Regions from separate parts of the Ovis aries genome. Here region 2 is linked to region 1. Evidence: chromatin contacts called from public Hi-C data. All regions are on one chromosome and are shown on one strand. The core of a region is the stretch at or near the end of the contact, and the rest is flanking DNA. Distances in the headings are between cores, read along the strand shown. Region 1 has its middle 22 kb from the start of B4GALT5. Region 2 holds the start of SLC9A8 (solute carrier family 9 member A8).

Region 1 (5,952 bases), core at 1,229-3,728:
TTTCCTTCTTGGGTTGTTGTGATTCTTGCAACAGCTTCCTGCAGAGTCTTTACGTGTTAACACTTCCAAAGGACTCCAGTGATCCATGGGTTTCCTGGACAGATGAAAAGACTGGCGGAAACATCAACTACAGGATGGAGGGGCTGGGGGTGGGGCCTCGGAGGTTTTATCTAAGGCACATCAGGATAGACAAACGGGGGCCCAGAAAGCTTAAGCCACTAGGCACACGGTGAAAGGGTTAGGGACGGAACTGGGGCAGGTACCCAGGTTTCTTCTCTCCAGGGCTGAGGTACTTTGGTTTCCTTTTATAAATTTTTAATTACACAAGTAAGGCAGTCTCCTCATTTTTAAAAAATTCAGGTGAATGTAAAAAGTGTCTTAACAACCCGTGCCGTCTGCCAACATTCTTTATCCAGGCACCTGCTCTATTTTTCATCGAAGCCTCAGTTTCCACTCGACATATCACCCACTGGAAAGCAAGAGGGCAAGTAGTTTGATCTGCTCTACTCCTAGCTGTGGTCTGGGTGTAGTGCGGGTACAGTCGGTGCTCGATAAACACTGTTCCCTGGCAGTCGGTCCGGTAGCTAAGACTCCCTGCTTGCAGTATAGCGGATGCAGGTTCAATGCCTGGTCAGGGAGCTGAGGTCCCACATGTGGTGTGTCGCAGTCCAAAAATAAAGTAAATAAACAGAAGAACAAACGAGACCCTTGCCTCCTCCTCAAAAGGCAACCGCTATTATCAGTTTGGCTTTTTCACCCATCTAGACCAGCACCATCCAATAGAATGTTCTACACTGATGAGCCAGTCAGTGTCCACAGTGTCCAATATATTAGCCACTGGCCACAGGTGACTTACTAAGCACCTGTATGTGGCTGATGCCATGGAGACACTGAATTGTTTATTTAATTTTAATTAAACTTGTAAAATGAACTTATATTTAAATGTAAATAGCTACGTCTGGCTACTGACAACCATCTCAGACGGCGCTATCTCAGACATTTTCCCCTGTGTATTTACATATTTATGTTACCCACAGACTGTCTTGCATATTTGTGCTTTGCATCTATGTTCCTGTTTGTGTGTCCTTTGGCTTCTTGCTTTTTGTCACTGAAGATTATATTTTGGAAGTCTTTTCACATCAGGCTGTATAAATCTGCCCCTTTCTTTTGAACTGCTGCTCAGAAATCCACAGTGTGGGTCTACCATAACTTGTTTAGTCATTCCCTACTGAGAGGTATTTAGACGGCTTCCCATTTGCCATTATTAAAAATAGTGCTTCAATAAATGCTATCATTTCTATCTCCTAGGGCACAAATGTGACCTTTGCTGTCTGGTGAATATCAATAATAATAGCTATTTGAAATAGGTAACTAATGAGAACCTTCTGTATAGCATAGGAATCTCATTGCTCACAGGAAACCTAAACGGGAAGGAAATCCAAAGAAAAGAGGAATATGTATACATGGCGGCTGAATCACTTTGTGGTACAGCAGAAATGAACACAACATTGTAAAGCAACTATACTCCAATAAAACATTTTAAAATAATAATAGTTAATGGCAACCCACTCCAGAATTCTTGCCTGGAGAATCCCATGGACGGAGGAGCTTGGTGGGCTACAGTCCACGGGCTGCAAAGAGTCGGACACGACTGAGTGACTTCACTTCACTGTAATTATAGTAAAAATCACTTGCATTTATTGAGCCTTTAGTATGTACAAGGCATTGTGCTAAGCCCTGTACATGCGTTAAATGATTCAATTCTTATCCCAATCTAAAAAGGGAGGTTTTATTATTATCCCCATAGTACAGATACAGAAACTGAGGCACAGAGAGGCTCAGCAGCTTGCCCAGAGGCACACAGTCAGTAAGTGGCACTGCCAGAATTTGAACCTGGGTGAGTTGTGTGTTCAACTTTGGTTTTCCAAGCTCCTGCCAAACTGCTGTGAGGAGGGTATGCATCAGTGTACACACAGACGCGGGCCAGGCACCTGCAGGCCTGAACTGCCGCCTCCGTGGTCTCTTTTCAGAGCGGAGAGCCTGCGTGAGACATGCAGCCCTGGAAACTTGAGGGCTCGGCCAGGCGGCCGTTCGGATCTGTTATTTGGGCTGCGGGTGTGTCCCCAGCAGTGAGCTCCAGGTGACACGCCCGCATCTTGCCCCCTTCCCTGAGAGGTCCCAGGCCTTCCTCCCCAACCAGCAGTGAGCTGGATGACATAAAGATGAGAGCAAGAGAGAGGCGGAGAGAGTGGCAGGCAGACTTACGCAACCAGTGGAAAGCGATACAGGCCGACTTGCTGATTGGAAACAAGCAGAATAGGAGTCAGGCAGAGGTTTCCTGGAATCCAGGTCTAGGAGCTGCCAAACGCGGGCCTCCTCTCCCAGGAACAATTGAATGTCACTGGGGTAACTGAACACTGCTGGAGACAGAGGCCGCCTGCCCACAGCCTCACAGAGCAGCCTGTGTGCGCCAGGCCGGGCTGCAGAGGAAGAAAGGGCCTGGCGAGGCGCCCCGCGGGGCCATCTGAGGAGACGCTGCACTCTCTAGACCAGCAGACGCTGCTGGTCCTGCCTTTGCTGAAACCCATCTGGCGGGCCAGCGGCTGGGGGATTTCCAGGGCGAGTCTCCGGCACATCTAAGGAGCAGAGCTCTAGCCCAGTGTGGTCGTTCAGTCACTCAGTCATGTCTGACTCTCTGCGACCCCATGGACTGCAGCATGCCCAGCTTCCCTGTCCTTCACCGTCTCCCAGAGCTTGCTCAAACTCACCATTCAATCGGTGATGCCATCCTACCATCTCGTCCTCTGTCGTCCCCTTCTCCTCCTGCCTTCCATCTTTCCCAGCATCAGGGTCTACTCTAGCACGTTGGGCAGCCCCTGAACTCAGAAGCCAGGATACCTGAGTATCAGGATGAACTGGGGAATGACCCTGGGCCAGGCATAACCTCTGAGTCGTCTCCTTATTGGAAAGAAAATAAAAACAGGAGAACAGGTTCAAATGGGATTGCTACAAAGGAGATAAAAATGTTATAAGACCCAAATATGACTGAGGTCCACCAAAGTTTTAGATAAAAATCACTTGGTAAATATCTGAGGGCCACACAGTCTCTGCCATAACTGCTCAACTCTGCCATCGGAGGCTAAGGCAACCATAGGCAGCAAGAAAACAAACAGATACAGCTGTGTGCCAATAAAACTTTATTTTTGTATACTGAAATTTGAATTTCATATCATTTTCACGTGGCACAAAATGTTGTTTGGCTTTTTACTCTTTTTGACCACACTGATCAGCTTATCGGATCTCAGTTTCCCAACCAGGGATTGAACCCTGAGTCACAGCAGTGAAAGCCTGGAATCCTAACCACTATGCCACCAGGGAACTTTCAGCTTTTGAGTTTTGTAAACCATTAAAAAATGTATAAAGAAACCTTAGCTCAAAAAAAAAAAAAAAAAGGAAATCTTAGCCCTAGAGGTGTACAAAAACAGGTGATGTCCTCCCAAAGGACCCGGCTTTGGTGTGCAAGCAGGCTTTTAATTTATATTCAACTATAAATATGTCACTGGAGAATCAAACTATAAATCTCCCATCTAGGAAAACAAGCAAACAGGCAGCAGGCTCAGCACAGAGTTAAACACAGTATTTGGCACATGTAAGTGCTCCAGAACATTAACAATGATCACACCGAGGGGAACACTTAGAATATGTAAAAAGTCGATACAGGTGACTGTGCATGCATGCTAAGTTGTCCAACTCTCTGCAACCCTGTGGACTGTAGCCTGCCAGGCTCTCTATCCATGGGATTCTGACCCAGCAATCGAACCCTTGTCTCTTATATCTCCTACATTAGTGAGCGTGTTCTTTACCACAAGTGCCGCCTGGGAAGCCCCATAAGACTTTAGCAGGTATAATAATAGTGGTATTTTAGAAAAAAATTTTTTTTTTCCGGAGCTGAGAAAGGTTTGTTGCAAGAGCCGTGCAAGGAAGACAGGTGGCCCATGCTCAAAAGGCCTGAACTCCCCTGTGGGTTTTGGGGAAGAATGTTTATAAGCAAAATTTGAGAGGTGGTCTGCAGGATGTGTGATCTTCCTCTGATTGGTTGGTGGTGAGGTAACAGGATGGTGTTCTAAGAATCTCAATCGTCAGCTTTCTGGTTCCAACCAATGTGGGGTCCAGGGCTTGTGCTCAGCCTGAAGTTGTCATTCTGCATCATGATGGGGGCTTTAGTTAGTGTAGAAAAACTCAGAGATACATACCAGATTGTCATGTGAGTATGTCCTTGAGGAGGAACCAGGACCCTCCCCATCCATAGCTAACATTTATTAAGTCCTTGCTCTGTGCCAAGCCTTGTCCAAAGCGCTGTACTTATATGCATGTATTCACTGATCACTATAATCCTATTTTTAGGCCCATTTTACAGATGGGGAAAGAAGAGAAATTAAACAGCAAGGCTAGAAGCTTCACCATAGAATCTAATTCCAGAGCCCACATTTGCTTATACCCAGTGATATTTCTAGGCACCCTCTGCTCTGGGGTGGGGAACCATTGTTATAACCATTTTACAGAAGAGGAAAGTGAAGCTCATAGCGGTCAAGTAAATTGACTTAAGAGTATACGATTAGAAAGGGGCCTCCCAGGTGGCTCAGTGGTAAAATAATTCACCTACCAATGCAGAAGAAACAGGGAACAAGGGTTCGATCCCTGGGTCAGGAAGATCCCCTGGAGAAGGAAAGAGCAACCCACTCCAGTATTCTTGGCTGGGGAATCCAGTGGACAGAGGAACTTGGCAGGCTCCAGCCCATGGGGATGCAAAGAGTCAGACACGATTGAGCATGCACATATGCTATTTACGGTTAGTAAAAGTAGAGTCAGGACTTGAGCTCAAGAAAGTCTGATTCCAGAGTCGGTGATCTTAACAACCATCATGTAATGTATATAAATATCGCTTTTCCTAGCACAATTTGTGATATCATAATTGATCAAATCTCGTTTCAGAGACATTCACGTTATCTCCAGGGTTAACTTTCTGTGTTGTGAAGCACACCTTCAGTTCTTAAAATAGACCTTTGACCTGGGATTTGCAGGTCAAAGAGCATCAACTGGGAGCCTTTCCATGTATATAATGTTAGCAGGTGGTGGAGCATGGACGTGTTCTTATCACTGAGCAGGACAGGTGATGGTTAAAGGCCAGGCTGCAAAGTCATATAGATCAGGGTTCAAATCCCAGATTGGCTGCCTACTATGTGGTTAATTTGGGGCAAATCACTTCACCTGTGTGAACCTCAGTTTCCCCATCTGTACAACCCTGCCGTCACCGATCCTCTCCTCACTTCTGGCTGATTACAATCCCCTCCTCAGAGATACAATTAAAACTGTCATCATCTGATGAAGGGGAGTTCCAAGCTCTCTTTTTCCCAGACAGTTTCTCAAAATAGAAAGTGAAGAGAAGGAGAGTCTTTGGGAAAGGAGTGGAAGCATGGTCATCAGAATAGAAACTCAATTCTTATCCTAACCCAACATCTTTAATCATCACTGTTCACTTCAGTTCAGTTGCTCAGTTGTGTCCAACTCTTTGCGACCCCATGGACTGCAGCACACCAGACCTCCCGGTCCATCACCAACTCCCAGAGTTTACTCAAACTCATGTCCACTGAGTCAGTGATGCCATCCAACCATCTCATCCCCTGTCATCCCCTTCTCCTCCCACCTTCAATGTTTCCCAGCATCAGGGTCTTTTCAAATGAGTCAGCTCTTTGCGTCAGGTGGCCAAAGTATTGGAGCTTCAACTTCAGCATCAGTCCTTCCAAATCATCACTAGCTCAAGTGAAAAGGAGGAGCATTTCATTTGTGACAGAAGAAACCAACAAAACACTGGGTTATGCAAAAAGAAAAGTCATTTGGTTCACTTAATTGAAAAGACCAGCTTCAGCACAGCTGGATCGAAGGCTAAAATGA
Region 2 (6,096 bases), core at 3,369-5,868, 64 kb after region 1:
TCATCACCTGTGACTCTACTTCTGTCTTGTAAATAACTTCATTTGTATCTTTTTTTAAAGATTCCACATATAAGTGATATTACGTTTGGTTTTCTCTCTCTGACTTCACTCACTATGACAATCTGTGTTGCTGCAAATGGCATCACTTTGTGCTTTTATAGCTGAGTAACCCTGATGCTCAGAAAGATTGAAGGCGGGAGAAGAAGGGGACGACAGAGGATGAGATGGTTGGATGGCATCACCGACTCAATAGACATGAGTTTGAGTAAACTCCGGAAGCTGGTGATGGGCAGGAAGGCCTTGTGTGGTACAGTCTATGGGGTCGCAAAGAGTCAGACACGACTGAGCGACTGAACTGAACTGAATACTCCATTGTGTATATATATGTACCATGTCTTCTTTATCCATTCCTCCACTGATGGACATTTAGTTTGTTTCTATGTCCTGGTTATTGTAAATAATAAGTGAACATCGGGTGCATGCATCTTTTCGGAACTGTGGTTTTCTCTGGGTATATGACCAGGAATGGCTGTGTCATACAGTAGTTCTATTTTTAGTATAGTGGGTGTACCAATTTACATTCCCATGAAGAGAGTAAGAGGGTTCCCTTTTCTCCGCACTGTCTCCAACATTTATTGTTTGTAGATTTTTTGATGATGGCCATTTTTATAGCACATGGTAACGCCTCACTGTAGTTTTGATTTGCTTTTCTCTAATCTTTAATTCATTCCAATCCCCAAAAAAGGAAATGCCAAAGAATGCTCAAACTACCACACAATTGCACTCATCTCACACACTATTGAAGTAATGCTCAAAATTCTCTAAGCCAGGCTTCAGCAATACGTGAACCGTGAACTTCCAGATGTTCAAGCTGGTTTTAGAAAAGGCAGAGGAACCAGAGATCAAATTGCCAACATCCACTGGATCATGGAAAAAGCAAGAGAGTTCCAGAAAAACATCTATTTCTGCTTTATTGACTATGCCAAAGTCTTTGACTGTGTGGATCACAATAAACTGTGGAAAATTCTGAGAGAGATGGGAATACAGACCACCTGACCTGCCTCATGAGAAACCTATATGCAGGTCAGGAAGCAACAGTTAGAACTGGACATGGAACAACAGACTGGTTCCAAATGGGAAAAGGAGTACGTCAAAGCTGTATATTGTCACCCTGCTTATTTAACTTATACACAGAGTACATCATGAGAAACACTGGACTGGAAGAAGAAGCACAAGCTGGAATTAAGATTGCCAGGAGAAATATCAATAAGCTCAGATATGCAGATGACACCACCCTTATGACAGAAAGTGAAGAGGAACTAAAAAGCCTCTTGATGAAAGTGAAAGAGGAGAATGAAACAGTTGGCTTAAAGCTCAACATTCAGAAAACGAAGATCATGGCATCCGGTCCCATCACTTCATGGGAAATAGATGGGGAAACAGTGGAAATAGTGTCAGACTTTATTTTGGGGGGCTCCAAAATCACTGCAGATGGTGACTGCAGCCATGAAATTAAAAGATGCTTACTCCTTGAAAGGAAAGTTATGACCAACCTAGATAGCATATTGAAAAGCAGAGACATTACTTTGCCGACTAAGGTCCATCTAGTCAAGGCTATGGTTTTTCCAGTGGTCATGTATGGATGTGAGAGTTGGACTGTGAAGAAAGCTGAGCACCGAAGAATTGATGCTTTTGAACTGTGGTGTTGGAGAAGACTCTTGAGAGTCCCTTGGACTGCAAGGAGATCCAACCAGTCCATCCTAAAGGAGATCAGTCCTGGGTGTTCATTGGAAGGACTGATGCTGAAGCTGAAACTCCAATACTTTGGCCACCTCATGTGAAGAGTTGACTCATTGGAAAAGACCCTGATGCTGGGAGAGATTGGGGGCAGGAGGAGAAGGGGATGACAGAGGATGAGATGGCTGGATGGCATCACTGACTCGATGGACATGAGTTTGGGTAAACTCCAGGAGTGGATGATGGACAGGGAGGCCTGGTGTGCTACGATTCATGGGGTCACAAAGAGTCGGAGAGGACTGAGCAACTGAACTGAACTGAACCTTTAATGATGTTGAACATGCACTTTTTGGTCATCCGTATGTTTTCTTTTGGCCATCTTTATGTCCTGAATATTTATTAGAAGGACTAATGATGAAGCTGAAGCTCCAATGCTTTGGCCACCTGATGCGAAGAACCGACTCTTTGGAAAACACCCATATGCTGGGAAAGACTGAAGCAGGAAAAGGGGGCGACAGAGGATGAAATGGTTGGATAGCATCACTGACTTAATGGACATGAGTTTGAACAAACTCTGGGAGATGGTGAAGGACAGGGAAGCCTGGCATGCTGCAGTCCATTGGGTTGCAGAGTCAGACATGACAAATAGACTGAACAACAACGTCTCCGTTAGAACTTCTGCCCATTTTTTGATTTGGTTATGTGTTTTGCTTTTTTTTTTAAAATATTAAGCTGCATAAGCCATTTGTATATTTTGGAGATTAATCCCTGGTTGGTTGCTTCATTTGCAAATATTTTCTCCTATTCTGAGAATGAAATTAGAACACTCTTTAACACCATACCCAAAAATAAACTCAAAATGGATTATTTGTTCATTTTTAAATTAAATTAAATTACTTTTGGCTACGCCAATACATGTGGGATCTTAGTTCCCTGAGCAGGGATCAAACTCTCGGCCCCTGCATTGGAAGTGCAGAGTCATAACCACTGGAGGATCAGGGAAGTCTCAAGGTCATCTTTCTCTCTAGTTGCTACTTTATGCCAGGTACTAGTCTAGGTACTTAAAAGAGAACAAAACTTTGCCATTCAGAAGTTTATGTTCTCATGGAGAGAAGAACAATAACTGAACATTTAAGTAAAACATATAATATGTTCAGGGTTATGGAGGAGAAGAATGCAGAGAAGGGAAGAGCACTTGGATTTTAGACAGGTTGGTCAGGGAAGGCATATTGGACAAGAGAAAGGTAAACAGAAAGTGGGAAAGGTGGGTGTCAAGAAGCAAGTAGGAGCTGAGTATTCTTTCTTAAAAGGCTTTATTGATTTGGCTGCACCAGGTCTCAGCTGCAGCATGTGGGACGCAGCTCTCTCACCAGGGCTGGAACCCCAGCTGCCCGCGGTGAGAGCGCAGTCTTAGCCACTGGGCCCCCAGGGAAGTCCCAGGGCTGAGGATTCTTGACCAAGGGCCTGGCCAGTGCAGAGGTACAATTGATCCTGGTGTGTTTCAGGTGCCCCCAAGGAAGTCACTGTGACCACAGCGGAAAATGTGAGTAGGAGGGAGGGGACTGACCTCACAAGGCAGAGGGGGCAGGGTTGAGTCCTGGAGCTTCTCCACCTTTTTTTTCCCTCTGACTGAGACTGGAAGCCAGGGTACCTGGCTTAAGCAGGGCAGTGACTGAAGTTTAAAAGGTTCACTGGGGCCTCTGTTGTGTGTGTTTAGTTCCTCCGCTGTGGGAAAAGCTTAAGGAAGAATAGCAGAGTCAGAAAAAGGGTTTAAACAGCTATCACAGCTGCCGAGCTACGATGGTTTCCACCAGGGAGGGAAGTAGCCGCAGAGCTGGCATCAAAGCCAAAGGCCTCACAAGAAGGTACCAGCTCTCCAGGTGGGGGCCTTCCTACCCCTCCAACTTCACTTTGTTCTTTCCTGTTTCCCCAACCCCACAGATCACTGCTAACTGTGGTTTCCCAAGGACAAAAGAACAGAAAAAAAAAAAAAAAAACAAAACCAAGGGGGGCCTTGGAAATAAACTTTATTCTCCTTTCATTCTGCCTGGTGTCTGGAAATTCTTTAATAACCCACACAGACCAGGACACTAACCACGCGCCTGCATGCTCAGTCCTGTCTGACCCTTCGCGACCCTCATGGACTGTAGCTCACCAGCCTCCTCTGTCCATGGGATTCTCCAGGCAAGAATATTGCCCTTTCCTTCTCCAGGTGATATTCCCCACCCAGTGATCAAACCTGTGTCTCTTGTGTCTCCTGCATTGGCAGGCGGATTCTTTATCACTGAGCCACCTGGAACCACGTATAGGCGTCTGATTATTTGTTGAGACAATGAACAAATGAATGGAGGATTCATTCTTAAGATCATCATCCTCTATTTTAAAGATAGGAATACAGTCAGAACTCAATATATGTTTACAGATAGAATACTGCACAATTCTGCAAAACCCAGGTGGCTAGTCCTCTTTTGGGCTGGGGAAAACTGAGACTGGGGGGGTATACCCGTGGGGTCCCTCTGCTAAGCTTACTCTAGAAGCTTCCGTCCCACTTTAACTATGGTCAATTCCTGGACACCGGGAGGAAAGGGCGCGCTTTCAGGATGAGTCACAGTCAACTCAGGAGTTTCCCCAAAACGTCCCAACCCTGTGGAAGGGAACAGCCGGAACTTCGCAGGGCCAGAGGGGCCAAAAGAAGTGCGGCCACACACCCTGAAAGTTCCCCGGGGTCCTCCCACGCGCATCCTCCCACCCTCCGGCCATAGAGACGAAGGGACAGAAATGCCGGCCTCGCGCAGCCGAGACTCCGCCCCGCTGCCGGTCGGCCCGCCCGCGCCTCCAGCGGAAGCCGGAAGCAAAAGCGGGCCCTGCTAGCCCCGCGCTCGGTGGTCTCGGAGGCTCCGCGGGATTGGGGAGAAGATGGCGGAAGAGGAGTGAGTGGGCTTTTTTTCCTGGGCGGCTGAGGCGGCAGGGCTGGGCCCGGTCGGGTGACAGCGAGCCCTTCAGGCCGCCCTCCGGCCCCAGAAGGCGGAGCTCCTCGCGCCGGTTGGCCGGGACTGACCGTGCTGGCGCCTGCGAGCCGGGGGAGGGGCGGGCCTGGGCCGCGCAGCCCCCTTGAGGTTGGACCCTCTGGCTAGGTATCGGCCGTTGGTCGTAGATCTCGGAAGCTGCCTTGCGGAAACCGCAGCCCAGATTTCACTTTCCCATTTTTCGGTCATCTGCTGATTACGCAGCGCTCCGCCGCCTCCAGAAAGTCCTCCCCCCCCTCCCCCTTACGTAGCCAGTCCCCTCCTCCGTTGTAACGATCATGTTTTCTTGTTTCCTTCAATGAAATCCATTTATTCATTAAACTGGTGGCCATCTACTGTCGATCAGGCCCTGGTCACATGGTAGAGAGGGAGACCGACCCGGAGCCCTTCTCAAGGAGCTTTCGTTCTAGTGGAAAGAGAAGACCGTAAATAGACAAGATAATTTCAGTGTTCTGAAGGAAGCGGAATGGTACTGGGGTGGAGGAGGCTTCTCAGGAGCAGGTGACGTGCCGGATGAAGCCTTAGAGGCCAAAAGGAGGAATAGGAGAGGGAAGACAGGTGCAAGAAAGAGCTTAGTGCCTTTTGACACTAAGGACAGAAAAAAAGGAAGGCTGGAGTGTAGAGAGCAAGGGAGCTGGCCGTGTAAGATAAAGGGAGTGAGGTGTCTCCGTCCTTCAGTTGCCTCAGGAAGGACCACTCTTAGTCTTTTCTGCATACCTGCCCGGCACAGTCTGCTGCATGTTATAGAAGCCCGTCTTCGTGGAAGGAGTGTATGAAAATTAACAAGGAACCAAACCAACAGTTGAAATTTTACTCCCTCGCCTGACAACTTTTCTATATGTCTTTTAGCCTAGGGTCATTTCGTTCAGTTAGCTTACTTACTGACCATCTTGGCTGTCACAGACACTAAACTGGGCCTCAGCAGCACAAAGGAAAAGAGGTGGTATGGCTCAGTGATTTCAAGTTTGGATTCAAATTTGGCTTGATTCTGCCACCGACTTACTGAGATACTAGCCACATTAAGCCAGCAGGCGTAACAAAAGGGTCTCTGAGCCTGTTATTCACAGGTAAAAAAGAGAAAGTAGCAGTGTCCACCTCAGGCTTGTTATGCGTGTTAAATGCAGGTTTGTATGTTACCTGGTCCCCAGAATGAGGCTGTACTCAAAAAACATCAGTTGTTACAATCACAGCTGCAATGGTTATTATGTCATTATCACACTAGTTTACAATCCCAACACAATGTGAGGAGATAGCTGTGAGGAACATAGTGGTGGGGTGGAGTGGGGGTGTTACAGAGGGGATTATTTTGGGGCCATTGAACTGAGGTTGTAAA

What was found. Hi-C and Micro-C count contacts between places; a contact is called where the count stands out from the background.
Region 2: a Hi-C map of tail adipose tissue shows a contact between it and region 1, with 1.9 times the contacts expected there. The contact joins the promoter of SLC9A8 here to the enhancer-like site in region 1. A contact is called at or near these places in 2 of 16 Hi-C or Micro-C datasets (both in tail adipose tissue).

Annotation. Positions count from the first base shown.
Region 1 is chr13:77,857,198-77,863,149 of ARS-UI_Ramb_v3.0, forward strand. No RefSeq gene overlaps it. Among named protein-coding and RNA genes, the nearest start is that of B4GALT5, 22 kb to the left of the region's middle. Within about 2 kb of position 2,479, at least 28 of the 54 cell types and tissues checked have an H3K27ac peak or open chromatin away from gene starts, as enhancers often do. A contact at or near this core is called in tail adipose tissue, where this site is marked.
Region 2 is chr13:77,918,569-77,924,664 of ARS-UI_Ramb_v3.0, forward strand. SLC9A8 (solute carrier family 9 member A8) reads left to right here and starts at 4,619. Exons shown (of 16, transcript XM_012189330.5): 1 at 4,619-4,667. The coding sequence starts at 4,654.